Regions from separate parts of the Danio rerio genome. Here region 1 is linked to region 2. A link is a contact called in public HiChIP or PLAC-seq data. All regions are on one chromosome and are shown on one strand. The core of a region is the stretch at or near the end of the contact, and the rest is flanking DNA. Distances in the headings are between cores, read along the strand shown.

Region 1 (6,232 bases), core at 3,714-6,213, 320 kb before region 2:
ATTCCATCAGCTGCTCTGCCGTTATCATTTCCATCATTGGTGGCAGCTTAACCTGTGTCAGAAACAGAGAGAAATTGTTTTAAAACCAGGTTAAATGACAAACGGCACATGGCCATATATGAGACATCTTTTCCTTGGAAAATGATGTTATATAACAGACTTACACATAAGGCTGTGTATATGAGCTGCTGTATCAGCTAAAATGCACTACGAGAAGAGAAAGACTAAGAAAAAACATCTTAAAAACAGCATGAATGTGGCTATCATCTCCAGAAGATGCCAGTGGCTTTTAAAGCTGAAAAACATAGTGCCTCTTTTTTTCAAGATGAAAGACTGAGCACTGAAATAGCGCCTCATGTGCCTGCCAACTCACTGTCATAGCCAATAATTAAATGTCATCTTTATAATGCAAATGAGTCCAGGGCTGAAAGCCAGAAGTTATTGGTGTCTGTAAAATGACTGTTTAGGACCAAACAAAAATACTGTTATGCATCTAAAATTCACAACAAAGTGGATGCTGTTTAAAAATCTGGAGGAGAGAAATAATCTGAAAATAAAAACACAAAATGATCACTAATTTTGCGCAAAACATTATTATTAAACACATTTTTATAATAATAAAATAATTTATTTATTTTAAAAAGCATGTTTCATCTCTGCAAATTTCTTTTGTTTGCTTCTTTTATTGGCTACAGATTTGCATTAAAAAAAGCAATGATTAACCCTAATGTGCTGTTGGGGATGTTTTCATCCACTCTGAGGTGATTTTGTGTCTTTATTTGGCCATATCCTTTTCTGTGTTTCAGCTAGCAGAATGATTTTTGTTGTCAAATCTTATTTTGACACGTATTTTGAGAAAATGCTTTGAATTATAAACAAAATTTAACAATACACTCTGGGCAAATTTATTAGCCTTTTTGTTATGTTTGGGATAAAACTGCTGTAAAAATGCATCAGATAGATTTTTTTTTTCAATTTCGCTTGGCATAAATCTATCAGTCTTGATCAAAACTACTAAATTGTTAAGAAAATTACAGGATTTTAACTCTTTAATTGCCAAATTCATAAATAATGTCACTGGTTTCACACAAAAAATGTTGTATTTTTACTATAAACAGGTATCGTGGACTGGATTTTTTTTTTTAGCTTTTTTCAAAGTCCTGGACATGTGAAACAATATTACCTTTGATGCATTGTTTTTGATTCATTTTAATTTTTTCCATCATAATTTACTGTTGGTAGCTGATTTTTCCCTATTGACTTCCATTATAACCACAAAACTATGACACCATATAATCATGCATTTTTGATTGTTGGTGGTTTTCCCTATTGGGAAGAGGTCAAATTCGTAATTTTTACTGTTGATCATCAGTTTGCACCATTAACCCCTTAGATAGGCCTGTGCAAAAAAAAAGCTTAGTTTCTGGATTTTATGGAGTATAACAGCCGATTAAAGCGTGTGTACATGTGTCTAGGAGAATGTGAGAATGACCTTTTCGCACTTACCTTGATGTGTCTGAGAAAATCAAAATATGCATCTCAGCTCTCAGAACTACATGGAGTAAACAAAAACAAAGATTGTGTATTCATGCACCATCAAATGTGGTTATAGTCAATAGGGCAAAAACAGCCACCAACAGTTAATTAGGGAGAAAAAAATGCCAAGGTTGTTACTAATCGTTCACATGTCCAAGACTGTTATAAAAGGTTAAAAATCCAGTCCACAATTACTTTTTTTATTGAAGATATGTCATTTTTTTGTGTGTTTTTTTTCCACCAAATCAGTGACATCATTTGTGAACTTGGCAATCAAAGTTAAAATCCTGTACTTTTTTTAAACAATTTAGTATTTTTGATCAGGACTGTTGATTAACAGATATATGCAAAAAAAAAAAAAGGAAAAAAAAAGAAAAAAAGAAATCTCATGCATTTTTATTGCAGTTTAATTCAGTGGATGTTTTCATCCCAAACGTAACAACAGCATAGTAAATTTGAGCAGTGCACAAGGGTTAACACTGACGAGTTATGAAAATAAACAAAATAATTATAATCAGCAGTAAAGTGCACATTTAGCTAGCTCCTATTTGTCCTCCTATAGTGTTTTAACGTACTTTATACTGTCCCCTGATGGCCTAAATGAATTCAATTTCTGACAGCTAGATGCATGGGTTGTATTGCAGACTGTTTCATCACTCAAGCACTTGTTTAGACATTTTACTTGTGCCCATTCTCTATTAGACTTACTAGGGAAAATCACATGCTTACTCTTCCATACCATCCCTGCATAAAGGAAGTGTATTATACCTAATATATAAAATTAACTTTGCCAACTGCAAGTGGGTCATGAGACGTCAACATGGGATTAATCTGCACAAGAATAAAGGCTCATTCACACGACAGCAAGATAACTATATTAGCATAGCATCCACTACAGCAGTCAATATCATCTTGTTTATAAGCATGCACTGTAGTTTAAATGTCTGTTGTTGTGACACCGGTGGTCATTAATTGAACTGCATCCAACAACTTATTGCTTGTGCTTGCTTCTCAGTTCCCCTATGCACTCAATGGTACTATAAATGTTCAGAGGAATGAATGATACATGTGTTGTGTGCTTTTTTCTCAAACATGGCAGTGGTGAGAAATCAGCCGTTCAGAAAGCACATGATCATGGTGATGCTCCTGCGCTGGCTTTATGTCAACAGATTAAGTCATTAAAATTACCCTTTTGATAGTTTCATTATAAAGTATTTGAGACTATAGACTACAGTAGGCATGGGATGATAACCGTTTTCAAGGTATACCGCGGTTCGGAAAGTCAAAGTTTTAAAACCGCCAAAGTTTTCTGTAATATCGTTTCTACGTTATATATAAGATTTTTTATTTACGTTTTTTTTAGGATAACAGTATGTCCAGCAGAAAATATATCCAAAGATGCCGTTTTAAATTGTAAAGAAATGTGTGTTTTTGAAACTAATGAAGACAAGCAGAAGTCAATGATTTATTTGAATTGTTTAGCCTGACATGTTTACTGCTCGAAAATATTTTAAAAGTTTCTCAAGATAATACATATTGTGTTCAAAGGGGAAAAAATGTTTCGTTTTTTTACCCAGACATTTAAAAAGAGCATATATTAGAGCAGTAATCACAGTACTGTGAAACTGTGGTATTATTATGCGAGTTATCATATACAGTCAGAAAGTTATACCGGCCATGACTGTAGTTTAAATAAATTCCTTTTATTTGCATGACACTGACATTACAGTACAGAGTGGTTCTTTTGGGATTTTTTTCTGACCAATGACCATATGTTCATGTTTTATTGAATGGAAGAGAGACTCTCGGGAACGGGTGTAAATGTCACATCCTGTTGATTTTCCTGGTTAAAAACATAGTCCCTAAAACAAAAATCATTCTACAAGTAGACATAGACAGACTAGAAAGCCAGGGAGGGTCTCATTTTTAGAAGTTTCATTACACGCTATTTATACATTGGCAATATTTCTTATTGATCATCCGCTAGTAAAACATAATCTTAAAGTGATTCCAGCAGGACATTAATTATCTGTGCTATCGTAGTTAAAGCTGCAGTGTGGACTTACTTTATGACTTTAAAACTCCCATCTCGCAAAGACCAATATGAGAGAACTACCTATGAGCAATTATTCAATATCAGTAACAAATGAACTGGTGTCTTGTAACTTATGGTAGGCTATACTTAATAGACATACACTTGACAATTAAAAAAATTCAAAGCACAGTGCAAAACAAACAGCAGCAGATGAGCGATAGTATGACCTGTCAAACAAGAAGCCTCTCATCATATTTACCTTCCATGACAATAGCAGGACATTCATAATAGCCAGCAGCGGGCACGGCCCGTTCTCGTTCTGTGTGATGATCGGAGTGTTCTCCTCCTTCCACTTTATCCACTTGATTTGGTAAAACGACTGACCGGTCACCCTGTCTTTGGGACAGGGGATTTTCGTCCCCTCGGCCCCGTATTCACTCTGAATAGCCAAAGCCAGTCCCTTCTCCTCCAGTCCTTCACTGTTGAGGTCTGAACTCGGACAGGAGTTCAGGTTGGAGAAGGACTCGAGTGAATCAAAGCTGCGGGACTCTCCCGCGATGCTGGGCTCACTCCCACTCGGGGGACCCTCGGAAACGGTGTGATCGTTTGAATTAGGGCTCGCAGATTTTGCTTTGTCCGGACACAAATAAGCAGGCTTGGACACCTTCGTCGCTTCTCCGTCTAAACCGTCCGCTTGCACATTATTGATGTCGGGTTTCTCTCCCGTGAGGTTGTTTACTAACTTTGAGGTGCCACCCTCCTTATTCCCAGCAGCGGTCACCGGCGACTCGTATCCCATTCCGTTGCTCAGCTGATCGGCCGCATCGGGCGACAGTGTCTCCGGTAAAACGCTGGTTTTACCGTGTGTGGTTTTGCTCACCGTCTCAGCAGCATCTGATGTCTGTGTGCAGGGTGTAGCATTAGCACCGCTAGCACTTGCACAAGTACTCAAAGTCTCTCTCTTCTCGCAGACATCTTTCATTCCGCCGGCTGTTTTGATATCTGCAGGCTCCGCGGGAATAGCGGTGCACAGGACACTTCCTCCTGCGTCTCGATGAGGGTTTGCATTCTTCTCCATTTCGCTGAACGCATCGACGACAACCTTTAACTAGATGGCAAGCTCCAGTCTCAGCTCCGACGACGCCATGACATCTCCACCTCTGACGTCATCCCTTCATGGACCCTTATTTACCGAGCCCGACTATTCACAACCACCGACTGTATGTCATTTTTACTAGCAACTTAAAGGGGTAGTTCGCCTAAACACCAGAATTATGTCATCGTTTCTTCAATGTGATGTAGTTCCAAACTTGTACGATTTTTGTGTTGTTTTACTTATATTATTAGAATAAACTATTCTGATTAGAATAAACTATTCTGAGAGGACAAATGTGGACTGAGGTTGTCATATATTCATTTCTTTCGGTGATGCACATAAAAGGTATGCAGGATTGTTGAAGAAAATAGTCATTCAAGCCTGTATGCAACCTTTAAAATAATGGTCGCCCTGTAACAACTTTAAAGAATTACTTTCTGTGAGCAAAGGTGTTGCTTTTCTTTTTCAGGCCATTTTTGGTCGTTGATTTGTTTTATTGTTTTCTTTATTTTGTATATTATGTATTATTTATATTCATGACAAAATATTAAAATAAATGTGTAGATTTTTTATCCAGATTACTCTCACAAAAGTATGCACGCGATAGATTAATGTAATCTTTCGTAGATTTGTAATTTCTCCTCACATATGGTGGTCACGTGTGAAAGACAGTACGTTTTCATGGACATTGACGTGACATCACGCAGTGTATTCCATAATAAACCACAATAAACCCGTTTAGTAATGCTTATATTCACCGCACGGTGGCAGCATTGACCTAGTTAGTTGATTTGGGTATTGTTTGTACCCTTGTGTTTGTGTTCTTTGGGTATATTAGATCCCTGACGAGAGGTAAATCTGACAAAACCTTTCATTAGGAACGTTTTAATAGACGTTTTCTATGAAACCATGCCAACACATGTTTAATTTTTGGTTACAATGATTTAACTACAGTGACTATGGAGGTTTTATTTGGAGTAAAATCATTGTGACAACAAACTAACTGTGATTTTGAACTATTGAACTATAATATTTGTAGCATAACGGTGTTAAAACAAGTGGCTATGACACATTTACTATAATAAAACCATGGACAATTTTCGAGATGGTAGTTTATAAAAGTGTAAATGGTTTTTATTCAAAAAATTATTTTTGTCAGGGTTAGAAGTTTGGTTAGTCGAGATTAAAAGTAAAAAAAAAATTACTGTAACAGTTGAAGTGGATGCAAGTTTGCATTTAGCTAAGGTTGAGTGAAATATAAACTACAAACTGTACCTTGATTTTCAGATTTAATATCTGAAAAAAATATCACCTTTATCTATGACAGAATTTATTCATTTATTTATTATGTTGTTCATTCATTCATTCATTCATTCATTCATTCATTCATTCATTCATTCATTCATTTATGCTAGAACTATACAGACACGTACACGCATTTGGCTGGAGAAAACAACTCAGAGAACCACACCCAATTATACTTTCAGTTTTAAACGGCAGTAATTGTCTTCTCTAATACAATTTATGTCATTAAGTTCAACAGAAGTCTCGACATTATATTGTCT
Region 2 (5,732 bases), core at 2,480-4,979:
TTACATGATAAATCACGGAAGCCATCATTTTTTTCCTAAACGGTTTGTAACATGAAAGTAACATAATGATTTACCTGTAATTAGGACAAATGTGACACCTGTATAGTGGTCCTCTACAAACTCCTTCACTGCGTTTGCGTAGTCCTGCATAATTACACCTGGTTGACACTTTAACAGTCCAGTTGTGACATAAGGTGCTCCTCAACAGCAGAAATGTCCGAGCAGACGCAGGTCTCCGCCTCTACACACTACAGGAAAAGAGCACTTCGAAGTAAACTCTACTGTAGACTCGCGTGCTTCAGTCTTACATTTCAAAATAAGAGCCCTTATACTGACTGTAAAACACGAGGCTGTCATGCACAGACACCGTTTAAAACTTTCATTAAATATTTTAAAACTGTATTTTTTAACAATAGTTTCAATCGTCTCCGAGGGCCTCAACTGTGCCCTTTCTCTTCTTGAAACAATCTGTTTACTGTTGCCCACAGTATCAAAGGTTTAGGGTGGTGTCCTTGGAATTACATGTTTGAAACACTGATCCGTAGCATGAGTTGTTTAAAAACTCCTTCCCTGGTAAATTATGAGACAGAACAAAATGGTCTGTGCTACTTACATTTTCTTTTTACAGTTGCTATAAAAGTTAAAACAAATATATTTAATGAGCTTTCTGTTGAGCCAAGAAACTGAATCATGGACGAACAAATATTTGGGTAACCTTGTACTACATGCCTGTGATTAAGGTTCTATTTTTTTCTTCCTGGTCAATGATAAGATAACATTGATTAGAAGGATCAACACTCAGAAATGTCAACTGACCCAGCCGAGGCTTGAAACCGTGCTAGTTCAAATATTATATTTTTGTTTTTTACTATTATTAATATTAATTTGCTTTGCTAAGTGTCTTTCCCATCCGTTATTTAGTCAACAACGAAAGCGTTTAATTATGGAATGTTCACGACCTAGTTTAAGTAACTTTAATGGACTTGATTTAAAATTTTTAAAACCAGTATCGAAAATTACCGAAATTAAATATTCTTAAATGTCTGGTCATTTATAAATATAATCCACTAACATACAATACTGCGATAAATCACGTGCAGTCTTACAAGACGCGAAGTATTTTACATGATAGCATTATAAATGTATATTTTAAATAATGATAATAGTAATAAAATATGTTAAATCTGTGCACAAATCAATGTAAAATGTGTGCCTTCGTTTATTTTGAAAGAACAAAACCGGAAGTCCCCCGTCCTCCTGCCACGTCAGTGATGTTTTGCATCGGTCTGTCAAGTGGCTGAGTGCGTTCAGGCAAACCTGCGGAAACTTAATGGAGGAGGCTTTCTGCACATTTTAACGAATAATCTAATTTCTGTCCACTTAAACATAATGAGACACTCCTTTTTACTTTTGGCTGTGTACATAGCCTTTGTAAATGCCACCGAATTAACTTTTGAGTTGCCCGATAACGAAAAGCAATGCTTTTACGAGGAACTAGAGCAAGGAGTCAAGTTTGATATTGACTTTCAGGTAACGTTAACTACTCCGACAACGGCTTTTAGTGCATTACTTGTCTGCTTAAATGTAATATGTGGGCCATTAGATGTTGTGCAAGTGAATGTTTATCATTGGGTTGTCCAGGTTTGTTTACCTATTATTATGTGGCTCTTAATAATGTAATGTCAGAGATGTATTCTTTGCAAATTCTAAATAGTTATAATATATATGCAGCCAATGACTATCAAAGTACATTGTTCGCACAGTCAATTAATTAATGCTAATGTTGCATTAATGTGTCAAACTTGCACTAGATTTCAGACTCAAAATTCAAAGTACCAAGGTAAACAATTTAGGGAGTACTGTATGTCACAAGTTGTTCCTGACCGAATGTGTGAATATAAACCCAACCTTACTTCAATGTTAACCATTTTTGGGCAAAAACATATTCTCAGTATTACCACTTATCTTTTCATATAGGTTATTGCCGGAGGAAACTATGATGTGGACTGTTTTGTGACAGATCCAATAAATAACATGCTGTATCAGGAACGAAAAAAGCAGTATGACAGCTTTTCCCACACAACAGTCATGAAGGGAGTGTACAAGGTCTGCTTCAGCAATGAGTTCTCAACCTTCTCTCACAAGACTGTTTACCTGGACTTCAGAAGCGGAGAGGATGACCGGCTATTCCCTGACCAGAACAGAGCCACAGCTCTCACACAGGTGAGAAACTCGAGCAGCATTCACTCACAAGCATATGCGCTGCATAAATGCATTTGATATGAATCTCTGAATAAATCATGCAGATGGAGTCAGCCTGCCTGTCTATCCACGAGATCCTCAAAGTGGTTTCAGACTCTCAGACCTGGTATCGTCTTCGAGAGGCTCAGGATCGTCTCAGAGCAGAGGACCTGCACGAGCGTGTGCACTTTTGGTCCATCGGGGAGACCGTCATCCTGTTTGTAGTCTGCATTGGCCAGGTGCTTATGCTGAAGAGTTTCTTCAATGAGAAGAAAACTGGTGTGTCCACCAGCACATAGACTTAAATCACTAAGCTGCCATGAAGACAATAGCCAGCTGATTCCTCAGTCTGTTCCCCATAAAACAAGCAACCTTGATTTAATGCCTGCATCCAACCAAAATTACCTCTATGTCAAACAAAATGCCTTAGCGATAATGTACTGAAAGATATATACAGAATTGAGTACCCTGTATAGTTTTTCAAATTGGTCTTAATGTGCATTGCTTAATACTGCAGCAATGTTGCACCTTTATTCTGACTTGTTCTTGGTTTGTACTGGTGTTGTTTATTTTGTGAAAACCTCTGTGTTGTCCACTGTGTGTGTGCGTGTGTCAACTTTAAATTCCTAAAGCCTTAATATACACTGTTAAATAGAATACAAAGTAGTTTGTTGTGCTGACTATAATAATATGACTATGGAATTTATATATATATATATATATATATATATATATATATATATATATATATATATATATATATATATATATATATATATATATATATATGAATATGAAAGTGCCTTCTGCATGCAGAATTGCACATTTTCCCCAACTTTGTTACTTTAAAAAGTTTACATGATGTCTGTAAAAAAAATTTTGAGTCATATTTTTGAAACCTCAATCTATGTGCAATTTAAAATATTGTTACATATATTTAAATTTGCATACCTCAACCTATGAAGTTGAAGTGATTTGATATATCATTTAGTATGTTATTAACACCATTAAACTGAGTTGTTCATAGTCCTGCCTTATGTAAACTGAATGAATAAAAGCACAGTTCTATATTGATTGCATGAGTTGTTTTATTATGATATTTGTCTGTCCCATATTTAAGAGTCAAACTCAAACATCAACTTAATGTGCGGTTCAAAATATCGATCCCATTTTGCATACATCAACGTTAGATGCTGAACTGAATTGATATTTATTGATTTATCAAGTCACTAATGCTCTACTTTAATTTGTTTACACCTCTGCCTTGTGTAACCCTAATAATTAAAAGCAAAGTTTTGGATTATGACTCCTCTAAATATCATACAATCACAGTCATATCAAAGACTTACTTTATAGGAAAATGCAGACTTGATGCCAAGTAGAGCATCATTTGCATTTTGAATGAGTCTTTCGCCGCCTGGGGATGTGCGTCTGCATTTTTTATTGACTTATTTTGCAAGAAAACCAGGAAAGATTTCTAAAGGAAAGACCTCAGTGGATTTAATAAAAATTCTCAAGAAAACAGGGAATCCCAGATATTCATAAACAAGACACTCTTAGCAGATCATAGATATGTAAAGTAAATAAATTAAAAATACGCCTTTCTGGACAGAAACTCGTAATAGTGTTCAGATATTTAAGAAATAAATCTAAACATTTAGGAACATCGACTCTCGCTGGCTTCTAGTTTTATGAATACAGCCCGCCTCAGCCCTCCCCAGAAATAATGCATGAATATGGATGGGCTGTTGTGCCTGAGTCTATTCAGTGCATTGGACTACCTCCAACATTGGCATAGAACCACCACCGGCAGGGGAGACCACACCGTCCAGCCCAAAGGATAACGATGGGGAGTAATGACTCAAAAAGGCTTGTGGTCAGCGAGAAGGGTCTGTCTGACATGTCTGCAGTGAGTGACATGTTGCGCTCGTCCTAAACGCTCGTGCGTCTCTACTGACTGGCCAATATGTTGAGCCGCCTGATGAGTGGCAGCGATCGGAGTCTTGACAGGGAATTCAACTGCACGGTGCGACTGCTGGACGACTCGGAATACACTTGCACGGTTCAGGTCGGTATTAACATGTTTTCATCAGCACAGTCGGGTGCTCCCCGTCTCCGACACACGTGTCTTAATGCTCAGGATGCTGATGCTGCGCATTCAAGCGGGAAAATCCGCGAGCATCTCCACGAATCTGGACGCTGCACAAGGGCTGCAATGCGTAATGGCTAATTAACGGCTTACGAATTTTCTTTTGGCTTGCGCGTTGAGTGAATCATAGTTTCTGTGACCCGTCTGCTGCCTTTAGAGAGCGGCGGGTCACCTGTCACGTACAGTGCCGAGAGAGTCACATCAGTGGGATGAGACACTAGTGCAAAGGCTTCCTTCATACATTAAACTGGCTCTCGGGGCGAACTGTCCACGGTGACAGATGCTGGAAGACACTGTAATAGTGCACTGTAATGGTGATTCAGATCTCCTGTTGTTTGGCCAGACACATTGTTGTGCAATTCAAAAGATGTGTTTCTAGACACAGACTGTTTCTGCTCTGCATCTCTGCATTCAGGGGATGTGTTTTTACACCGCTTTTCTAAGGCAGCCCAAAATCATGAATGGGAAACAGATTCATTTGTGAAATTAAATGTGATTAATGAGTTATATTTAGTTGAATGCATTGCTGCTTCTTTATATTAATGTAAATGGGAAGTTTGTGCTTGTTTTAATGAGTCATCTTGATGATATATTGTCAGAAAACCATGAGAGGAGCAGCATATATATTTTTCTTTTCTAGAGGAACTTGAAAGCAATGAAAATGTCTTAGGTGCTATTTCGGTTTTGGGTGTGTTTTTATTAATGAGCTTCCTCTTGGGCCAAAGCATTCACAGATGTTCAGTATAAACAACAGTTGCTGAAATATTGCAGTGTTGTTCCCAGTGGTGTAGCTAGAAATTCTAAGCCCTGTGCATGGGGTTTTTGCTCAAGGCCCCCTTTTTGTTAAAAGTTACATTCTTGACCCACAAATTCACTGTGGACACTGGACACTATGCAATCTGTCCTTTCTCCACCCACCCACACACATTACATAATAATAATAAAAAAAAAAATAAATAAATATATATATATATATATATATATATATATATATATATATATATATATATGCACTCACATTTTACATTAGTGACTATAAGTACATTTACATAGATGCTAATAATAGCCTACAATTTTAATACGATTAAGACAACACTCTGATGAAGAGTCTACCATGTAAACATAAAATTTAGAGTAATTTAATCTGATTGAGCTCTTAATCGAACTCAACAGAAATCAGATTAAGACATGTGGAGTATGGCGATTTCAGTCATGTTCTTAAAGTGCAGTACAGACATTCTAGGTGTGTTGTTGGATAGTGTGCTAAAGGTTAATAGACAAGCTTAATCAAAGTATTATCTTCAGGTATGATTTTTGTGCATGCAATGTTTGTAAATGACAG

The links. HiChIP or PLAC-seq counts read pairs in DNA pulled down with a chosen protein or histone mark.
Region 1: a contact with region 2 is called in an H3K4me3 HiChIP or PLAC-seq map of gastrula embryo, with 4 times the contacts expected there. The contact joins the promoter of mindy2 here to the promoter of frmd5b in region 2. A contact is called at or near these places in 2 of 4 datasets of contacts at active chromatin or transcription factors (embryo and gastrula embryo).

Annotation. Positions count from the first base shown.
Region 1 is chr7:30,464,023-30,470,254 of GRCz12tu, reverse strand. It overlaps mindy2 (MINDY lysine 48 deubiquitinase 2), which reads right to left and starts at 4,963. Exons shown (of 9, transcript NM_001004517.1): 1 at 3,831-4,963; 2 at 1-52. The coding sequence starts at 4,649.
Region 2 is chr7:30,143,034-30,148,765 of GRCz12tu, reverse strand. It overlaps frmd5b (FERM domain containing 5b), which reads left to right and starts at 3,729. Exons shown (of 14, transcript XM_693389.10): 1 at 3,729-4,309. The coding sequence starts at 4,208. tmed3 (transmembrane p24 trafficking protein 3) reads left to right here and starts at 1,286. Exons shown (of 3, transcript NM_001128668.1): 1 at 1,286-1,530; 2 at 1,978-2,223; 3 at 2,307-2,629. The coding sequence starts at 1,390. The coding sequence ends at 2,540. It overlaps si:ch211-107o10.3, which reads right to left and starts at 708. Exons shown (of 8, transcript NM_001199300.1): 1 at 614-708; 2 at 75-248. The coding sequence starts at 150.